Regions from separate parts of the Mus musculus genome. Here region 2 is linked to region 1. Evidence: chromatin contacts called from public promoter capture Hi-C data. All regions are on one chromosome and are shown on one strand. The core of a region is the stretch at or near the end of the contact, and the rest is flanking DNA. Distances in the headings are between cores, read along the strand shown.

Region 1 (4,288 bases), core at 592-3,091:
CAACTGATTATTTTCTATGGTAATCAGAGACAGAATAAATATATTTGTATGTACACCATGACCCATATTCATGGATCTACTTTTAACCCTTTTAAAACTAAATCCTTTTATTTTCTGTTCTAAGTATAATCATGTATTGGTAGAAAATTTGCAAATGAAATAAAAAGAAAAAGAGGGGAAGAAAAGAAAAGAAAAAAGAAAAGAAAAGAAGTGAGTCACCTGTAAACCCACAGTCTAGAAACAGCCGGTGAGCACGTTGGCCAGTGCTGACATGCATATTTATTATTCATAATTTCTGAAGACATTCAAGATTAAATGTCTATCCAGTTATATGTCCTTTTTTTTTCTTAATGTACAATTAGCTCTCTGGCATTTGTGGTGGGTAGTCTTGGTTGTTAACTTGACATATGTAGAAGAGGAAGCATCAACTGAGGGTTGCTTCCATCAGTTGGCCTGTGGGCATGCATGCCTGTGAGGCCTCTCCTCCTCCTCCCTTCCCCCATCCCCCTCCTCTTCTTCCTCCTCCTTCTTCTTTTAGAATTATTTATTTAATTTTTGTGTGTGAGTACACTGTCACTCTCTCCAGACACAACAAAAGAAGGCATCAGATCCCATTACAGATGGTTGTGAGCCACCATGTGGGTGCTGGGACTTGAACTCAGGACCTCCAGAAGAAAAGTCAGTGCTCTTAACCACTGAGCCATCTCCCCCAAGGCCCCCATGGGGCCTCTTCTTGAGTGATGATTAATGTGGGAGGACTCAGTCCACTATGGTCTTGGGTCAGATAAGAAAGGTAACTGAATGGGAGTCTGGAAGCAAGCCAGGAAGTCTAGTTCTTCTGTGGTTTCTGCTTCAAGCTCCTGTCGTGAGTCCCTGCTTTGGCCTTTGTCAACCACAGACTGTAGGCAATAAGCTAAAACACAGCCTTCCATCCCCAAGGTCCTTCTGTTCATGGTGTTTATCACAGCAACAGAAACCAAACTAGAACAGTCTTCATTTAAATATTCTTCAAAAAAAATTTTTAAAATATCTACTCATAGCTGCATTTAACCATTTATTTACACCTAAAAATCTCAATCAACATCCTTGAATATCTGAGTAATTATTATATTCTTAGACTGAACCTAGAACCACCCCCACTCGTTGTTTTTCTTTGTTTGTTTGTTGTTTTTTTCTTGAGGCAGGATATCTCTGTGTAGCCCTGGCTGTCCTGGAACTTGCTCTTATAGACCAGGCTGCCTTGAACTCTGAGGTCTGCCTCCCCCTGCTTCCCAAGTGCTGGGATCGAAGGTGTGCACCACTACCATCCAGCATGTTACAGTCTCTTCATGCATATTCCCAACTTGTTTCTGGAACTCCCACTTGAAAAGAGAGGAGACTCTAGTTTCTGGTTCTGCATATGAGAAGTTTGAAAGACACCACTCTGATGGGACAAGCAATAGTTATATGGCTGAAGAGTCTACATCTCTTCTTGGCTCTGGAAGAGAGGTGGGCAAACAGGGAAAGCAAACCCCTCAAGCTGGAGGGGCAGGCAGATGGACATAGGGTATCATGGCCAAGCAGAGCAGACTCTGGGGTAGTGTGGGATGGGGTAGGGCGGGGTGGGAGCTGACTGCCACAGGTGAAGCACTGGAGGCAGAGGGATGTGTCTCAGAGTCACAATGCCAGGAGCCCACTGTAGGTGAGGAAAATACTTTGTGCATTTTACCTCTAGGAGCCCCAGTAAGCGCTCAGAGTAAATGCTGTAAGAAAACCCCCGCCTGCAAGGATAATGGGAACAAAACCATCTTGAAATAACAGAGGATTTACTTCTTTAAATGTGGTCTGTTCTCAAGTGACGTTATTAACCACAGCCTAAGCTTATTATCACAGCCTAGCTGACTCAAGGAAAGAAGGTACCCACCGTAGTGCACGATGGCCATTTTGTCCCACATAAGAAGTCAGGGATGGGAGGGTTGATAAGCATTTCTAAAGATCACAGAGGTTCAGGAAGGCCCATCATCGAGGATCATCAAACCCCCCTAAAGCCTACCATACCTTACCACAACAATAACTGTCTATTTACAACATTCTTTTTGCCCGATACATTATATCTACATATTAAGAGTTTATAAAGGCACAGTTTAAAGAGATTGAACAAGACGCCAGAATCAGACATGACAGCCAGAATCAGACATGACAGGGGTATTAAACTTGTTCGACCAAGAATTTATCTGAGATGTGCTAAGGACTCTCAAGCAGACAGAGAACAAGCAAAGACTGAGTGATAGTAAAGCAGAGAGGAAGAAATCCAAGAAGGGGCTGGGGTAAGGCTCAGAGATAAAGCGCTAGCCTAACAGGTTCAAGGCCTCCGGTTTTATTCCCAGCACCAAAAAGGAAATGAAAGATGTAAGTTTAGAATACCAGGAGATAACGTCTCATTACACGAGAAAAAAAATAACACCAATCTATTAAGATTGTATAAAATAAAAATTTACGGCACTCACACACACACATACTTTAAAAAAGATGAGGGGACAACAAGAATCAAGAAGAAACAGTGAAGATGCCAAGCCCAGGAATGGAAAGACAGACGCTCATTGCCAGGCTCGTGTGTGGGTGACATGTCTGAGGAAAACGTTTCTGAGCTCGAGGATGTGTCTATAGAAACGCTCCAAACTGAAAACACAGAACAGAAACAGCCAGCGAGAAAAGCCAAAGGCCGTGTGGCAGCTGCAGCCAATGTGGATGCGCATCTGGGGAAGAAGGAAGGGACAGAAGACACAGTCAAGTCAACACTGACTGAATAATCCCTCAAGCCGACCTCCAACGCTATCGAATCATAGACCCAGGAAGCAGAGAACTCTAGGCAGGAGAAAGAAAGGTTTCAGAAAATTAACGATGAAGAGTCCCAAAAGAAGACAGTACAGTGAAATATTTAAGGTACTCAGAAGGGCAGAGGTGGCTCAGTGGGTAAAGACTCTTGGCACCAAGGCTAATGACCTGAGTTCGATCCCTGAGACCCACAAAATGGAAGAGAAGTGACTCCTGAAAGCTGCCCTCTGCTCCCCACGTTTGCACTACTGCCCTATGGCACACAGGCGACCCTGTTGAAATGAGAGCGTAAGACCATCAAGACGGCTCAGTAGGTAAAGGCACTTACCTCCCTCAAAAGCTCGACCACCAGAATTCAATTCCTGCGCCCCAGGTAAAGGCAAAGGAGAAAACCAATTCCACAGAGCTGTCCCGAGTCCTGCACAAATACACCATGGTACACACGCTCCTGTACACACGTCATGCATGCACACACATACAATAATAATAATAAATAAACTTTGAAAGTAGTGAAGGTTTCAGAGATAACCAGCAGACTACAACACATTAGTATAAACGAGCTTGACACCAACACTGAAGCAGGGAGTGAATGATTACAATACGAATAAAGTTTCAAATGGCTGAGAAACATAAGGTATGATGTCATACTCTTATTTACTGAATGACAGATGAAAAAATTAGAAGTGTAGAGGGATAAACTATACAAGAAAACAAATAAGCTAATCGCATTATCAAAATATGTGTGTCCCACGAAACAAGTTAACTATCAATAATGACCACAACCTGTTGAAGGAATTAAGATAGAATTAGGGTGAAAACTAGGCAGCCATGGAACCTAGGCTAGCACGCTCCTGTGTACCGTAGGAGGCCATGCTGCTGTGTGAAAAGCTTGCCTGGTTGAGAGAGTGCCACCAAGATCAAGTGACCCAGAAGACAAAGCAGAAGGAGGGAACATTAATGAAGCCGGTTTCCAAGAGAACCAAGAAACAGCCCACAGGGAGAAAGGGTCAACAGACACAAGAAGTCTAAGTTCAGTGAAGAAAACAGATACCTGGACATGGATCTAGAGAACCTCCACGGAGAAGGAAGTAAGAGGTTAAAAATAAAAGAGGAAAATGAAGTCATTTTTCTAGAGACTTGAGGAAGCTCAGAGTCAAGGCCTGAAACAGAAGGCTCTAGAGCAACCAAGCATCAATGTCAGCTGCTTAAGACAGAGGTCTTCCCCCACAGACCAGCAGCTAAAGATGATACAGGATGGCTCTGGAGAGATGGCTCCATGGCTTCAGACATGGCATGCATATGGTATACGTACATGTAGGCAAAACATTCATACACATAAAATAAAGAAATAAACCTTTAAAAAAAAAGATTACACAGGATGACCTGAATTTTAAGTCCACCAAACGTGAATATCTAAACTGTAAGTAGGAATTCGACTTCAGTCAGTGTCTACAATCCAGTGTACAGGAAACAG
Region 2 (4,451 bases), core at 720-3,219, 210 kb before region 1:
CACATGGTGGCTCACAACCATCTGTAATGGGATCTGATGCCCTCTTCTAGTGTGTCTGAAGATAGCTACAGTGTACTTATAGTAAATAAATAAATAAATAAATAAATAAATCTTTTTTTAAAAGTGCTTACCAGGGGCTTACAGTTTCAGAGGTTAGACCATTATTATCACGGCAGGGAGCACAGTGATGGGCAGGCAGACATGATGTTGGAGAAATAACTGAGAATTTTACATCCTAATCTGTAGGCAGTAAGGGAAGGGGGAGGGGGAGGAGGAGGGGGAAAGGAGCTGACAGGCTTCCTTCAACAAGACCACACCTATTCTAACAAGGCCACATCTGCTAATCCTTCTCAAACAGTGCTCACTCCCTGATAACTGACCATTCAAATATATGAATCAAAGGAGGCCATTATCATCCAAACTACCACAGATTGTGGCCTTCTACAAACTTCTTCCATGTGACCCAGAGAAGGAGTCAGAGTAGGAAAAACTAAGCTAGCATATTCCAAAGAGATAAAGAGGCATTCGTCACAAAGGTATACAATACCTAAAACGTGCAGAGAAAAAGACGGGCTATGTGCAGAAAGGAAGGTTCCTGGGTAGGGGAAAGGGAAATAAGACTTGCCAAAAAGTAAGCGGGGAGCCCTTGTGAAAACAGACTTGGATCACACCCTCAGGGCAAGCCCACACCCTCACTACGCTCAGAACCAATTGTGACCTTTGGTGAGGCAAATCTACCTTGGTGGGTAGGTGGCAATGAGAAGGAATCTAACTGTAGCACACACACTCATACACACACATACACAATAACAATAATAATAATAATAATAGGGGTTGGCGAGATGGCTCAGAGTTAAGAGTGCCGACTGTTCTTCCGAAGGTCCTGAGTTCAAATCCTAGCAACCACATGGTGGGCTCACAACCATCCGTAACGAAATCTGATGTCCTTTTCTGGAGTATCTGAGGACAGCTACAGTGTACTTACATATAATAAATAATAATAATAATAGATAATAAAATGTTGATGTAATACTATCAAAGGCTGGGTGGGTCCCCCATTGCTTCCCAAACCTTATAGCATTCCAAGCAAGGTCACTCAATTTATCATAGTTTAGAGAAATTTAAGAAGCCAGCAGCAAAGATGGAGAAACCCTACCTGAAAGTGCCAGAAAGCAAGGTCGCTCATTAGTTTAAAGGCACGGGGGGTGGGGGGGGGGGAGGCCCTCTGCACTACCCATGTCTAGAAACATGGAGCTGGATGCAGTGTGCAGGTGGGTGATCAAGCTAGGAGAAGCTTTTATGACAAGGAGCCCTATAAGTGGTGACTCCAGGGCCTGCTGGCACCATCTTAAGAGGGTAGAGGTTGTACTGGGAAGGTGTGGACGGGCAACAGGTGATAGGATTACAGCGAACATTTGGATAAACAGCTAGATTTAATTTTTTATTACATGCGTGTGTGTGTATGTGTGTGTGTGTGTGCTTGTACATCTAGGCACATATGCCATTTTGTATACATAGAGGTTAGAGGATAGTTTGCTTTGCTTTCCTTTCCTGTTTGTTTGTTCGAAGTTATCAGGCTTGGTGACAAGTGTCTTTATCAAGTCATTCATCTCCCTGGCTGAAAACTGGGATCTTGGACATACTTTGAATAAAACAAGCTCTGTCTCCTTTATGTAGTTATTTTATGAGTAATGATTAGTGTTTCCAAATGGGACTGCTTCCCTACCAAATACTATTAGCCCCGGAGTGTGTAAATCTGCCCTTCAGGCTTTACTAATTGAACCTGCTAAACGGAAACCAGTAAGCTTGCCCAGGCCTCCGAAGCGGGGGTAGTTAGTGGCCTGCGACTGTAGTGGATGGCTGAGGAGGGAAGAACTGCCTGAGTTCAGGAGTTTGAGGCCAAGTAGGGTAATGTAGTGAGCCCCATCTCAGAAAAAAAAAAAAAAAAAAAAAAAAGAGGAAGGAAGGGAGACAGGAGTGTGGTAGAGAGGAGTAGAAGGGTGTGGAGGGGGAGGGGGATGCCAGGAGCAGAAGAGGAGGGTGGGCAGGAAGATCAGCAGGAGGAAAAGAACTCTCTGATGGGCAGCTCTACAAGGAACTTACAGTAGCAGATCCCTGTGGATGGCTTCTAGAAGCAACATGGTACCGAGCAAATAACTGAGAAATTCCCCCTTGGGCATCAACTACTTTTTGGTGAGACATTAATTAGGGTAGGAAATCAGAACTTTTGATACATTTGAATCTTTTGTCAGAGTTCCTAGAGATGATATGGGGCAGTAATGTGGTAGAGCATTTGACTAACATACGGTGAGGTCCTGCCTTTACTTTCTCAACATGAGAAAAAAGAAATTCCCAAAAGTCTAAACAGGTCGGTTGTGACTTTATGATGTGTCCAGATGTGGGGGATAACAGGAAGTGCAATATAGTGCCTACTAGTGGGGTAACCTCACTTTCTATGAATGGGATGGACAGAGGATTTGCAAGGTTGCTTATATGGCAATGCTAGCAGTCCAGACCAGCACAGACACTGAACCCAGGTTCCTTCCAGAGGCAGAGAAGGTTGGGTGTGAATGAAAGAGAAAGGACAGAAGATAAAAGGGAGGGATTGAGAGGCTGGAGAGATGACTCAGCAGTGAAGAGCATGGGCTGTTCTCCCAGGGGACCCAAGTTTGTTCTGGCACCAACATGGTGACCCACAACTGCCTACAACTCCAGTTCCAGGGAGTCAGATGCCTTCCTCTGTCCTCCCAGGGCATGAGGCATGCACATGGCATGGTACACATACATATACACAGGCACCCACGCATACACATGAAATAAAAATAAATTAATTTCTTTAATGAAGAAATGGACAAATGGATTATCAAGAAAAAGGTTCAGCATTGCAGAGACATCCCGAAAGAGGCTCAAAGTAAAACACAAGTTTGGCTCTTTGGTTTATCATACTGGAAACCTCCAAGAGTAAAGCTGTGTGTTTGCAGAAAATTACCTCTGCTCTCGGGCCCTGACATGGTCGATCTGAAGCCTTGTATGATGGGCCTCACTCTCCATGATGTATTGTGAGTGTTTGAGCTCTGACCGAGAAAGGAATCCTGACAATCAGGGGCCAAGGAAGCCCACAAAGTCACGGGGCACAAGAAATGTCACATGGGAGAGACCCAGGAGGGTGACTGCCTCAACGGGGGTGGGCAAGAAGCAGCAGAACACAGAGGACAGGGTTTATTCAGGGTTTCTTTGGGGAAGGGGGACAGAAGCTTTCCAGTGTGGGGATTGGTGGAACTTCAAGTCCTGACCTTGAGCTTTTTACTCTGTAGGACGGAGCTTGGCTGGGTGTTGTGTGGGCAGAGCCTGGCAATTCCTACATGGATATAATTGAGTTATTTTCTTACTCCGCCCCCACCCCATTCCCCTCTCCTGCTGAACCCCTCTTTCTCTCTCTTTCCTTCTTTCTTTTTTTTTTAAAAAAGGTTTATTTATCTATTTTATGTATAAGAGTACACTGTAGCTGTACAAATGGTTGTAAGCCTTCATGTGGTTGTTGGGAATTTAATTTTAGGACCGCTGCTCTCTCCGGTCAGCCCCATTTGCTCAGGTCAACCTCATACCACTCCGTTCAACCTCACTCGCTTTATTTATTATTATAATTAAGTACACTGTAGCTGTCTTCAGACTCACCAGAAGAGGGCATCAGATCTCATTCTGGCTGGTTGTGAGCCACCATGTGGTTGCTGGGATTTGAATTCAGTACCTTTGGAAGAGCAGTCAGTGCTCTTACCCTCTAAGCCATCATCTCACCAGCCCTTGTGTGTGTGTGTGTGTGTGTGTGTGTGTGTGTGTGTGTGTGTGGTTTTTTTTTAAGACAGGGTTTTCTGTGTAGCCCAGGCTGGCCTGTAACTCACAGAGTTCTACCTGCCTCTGCCTCTGCCTCTGCCTCCCGAGTGCTGGTATTAAAGGCATGTACCACCACTGCCTGGCCTTTTAAAATTATTATTATTATTAGATATATTTATCTTATATCATGTGTGAGTGTTTTGCCTACATTTGTGTCTGAGCACAGAATCTCCTGGAACTAGTTAGGGATGACTGTGAACCACCTTGTTGATGCTGGTTTTTGAACCCAGGGTCTCTGCAAGAGCAACCAGTGGTCTTAACCACTGAGCCATCTCTCCAGGACACTCCTTTTTGTCTCCAACTAGTCCCCATCCTACTTTGATGTCTTTTTGTTTAGCTTGGTTTTCTGGCTTTTTGTTTTGTTTTTTGATACAGGGTTTCATTACATAATCCAGGCTGGCTTCAAGCTCAGAGATAACTGCCTGCCTCTGCCTCTCAAGTACTGGTATTAAAGGTGTACACCACTACACCCAACTTTTTCTTTTGGTGACCCACGGAGCTTAATTAGGATTGTTTGCATGAGCATAGGTTAGGTTATTTCCTGGAACACAGGTGACTTA

The links. Promoter capture Hi-C pulls out the DNA fragments that hold promoters and counts their contacts.
Region 2: a promoter capture Hi-C map of the HPC-7 cell line shows a contact between it and region 1, with 5 times the contacts expected there. The contact joins two enhancer-like sites. A contact is called at or near these places in 5 of 39 promoter capture datasets (the 3T3-L1 cell line, the HPC-7 cell line, cranial neural crest and 2 more) and 3 of 115 datasets of contacts at active chromatin or transcription factors (craniofacial prominence, embryonic stem cells and stem cell-derived neural progenitor cells).

The regions. Positions count from the first base shown.
Region 1 is chr6:120,099,769-120,104,056 of GRCm38.p6, reverse strand. All of the region lies in intron 1 of Ninj2 (ninjurin 2), which reads right to left. Among named protein-coding and RNA genes, the nearest start is that of Ninj2, 8.5 kb to the right of the region's middle. Within about 2 kb of position 1,841, at least 23 of the 459 cell types and tissues checked have an H3K27ac peak or open chromatin away from gene starts, as enhancers often do. A contact at or near this core is called in the HPC-7 cell line, where this site is marked.
Region 2 is chr6:120,310,154-120,314,604 of GRCm38.p6, reverse strand. No RefSeq gene overlaps it. Among named protein-coding and RNA genes, the nearest start is that of B4galnt3, 17 kb to the right of the region's middle. Within about 2 kb of position 1,969, at least 3 of the 459 cell types and tissues checked have an H3K27ac peak or open chromatin away from gene starts, as enhancers often do. A contact at or near this core is called in the HPC-7 cell line, where this site is marked.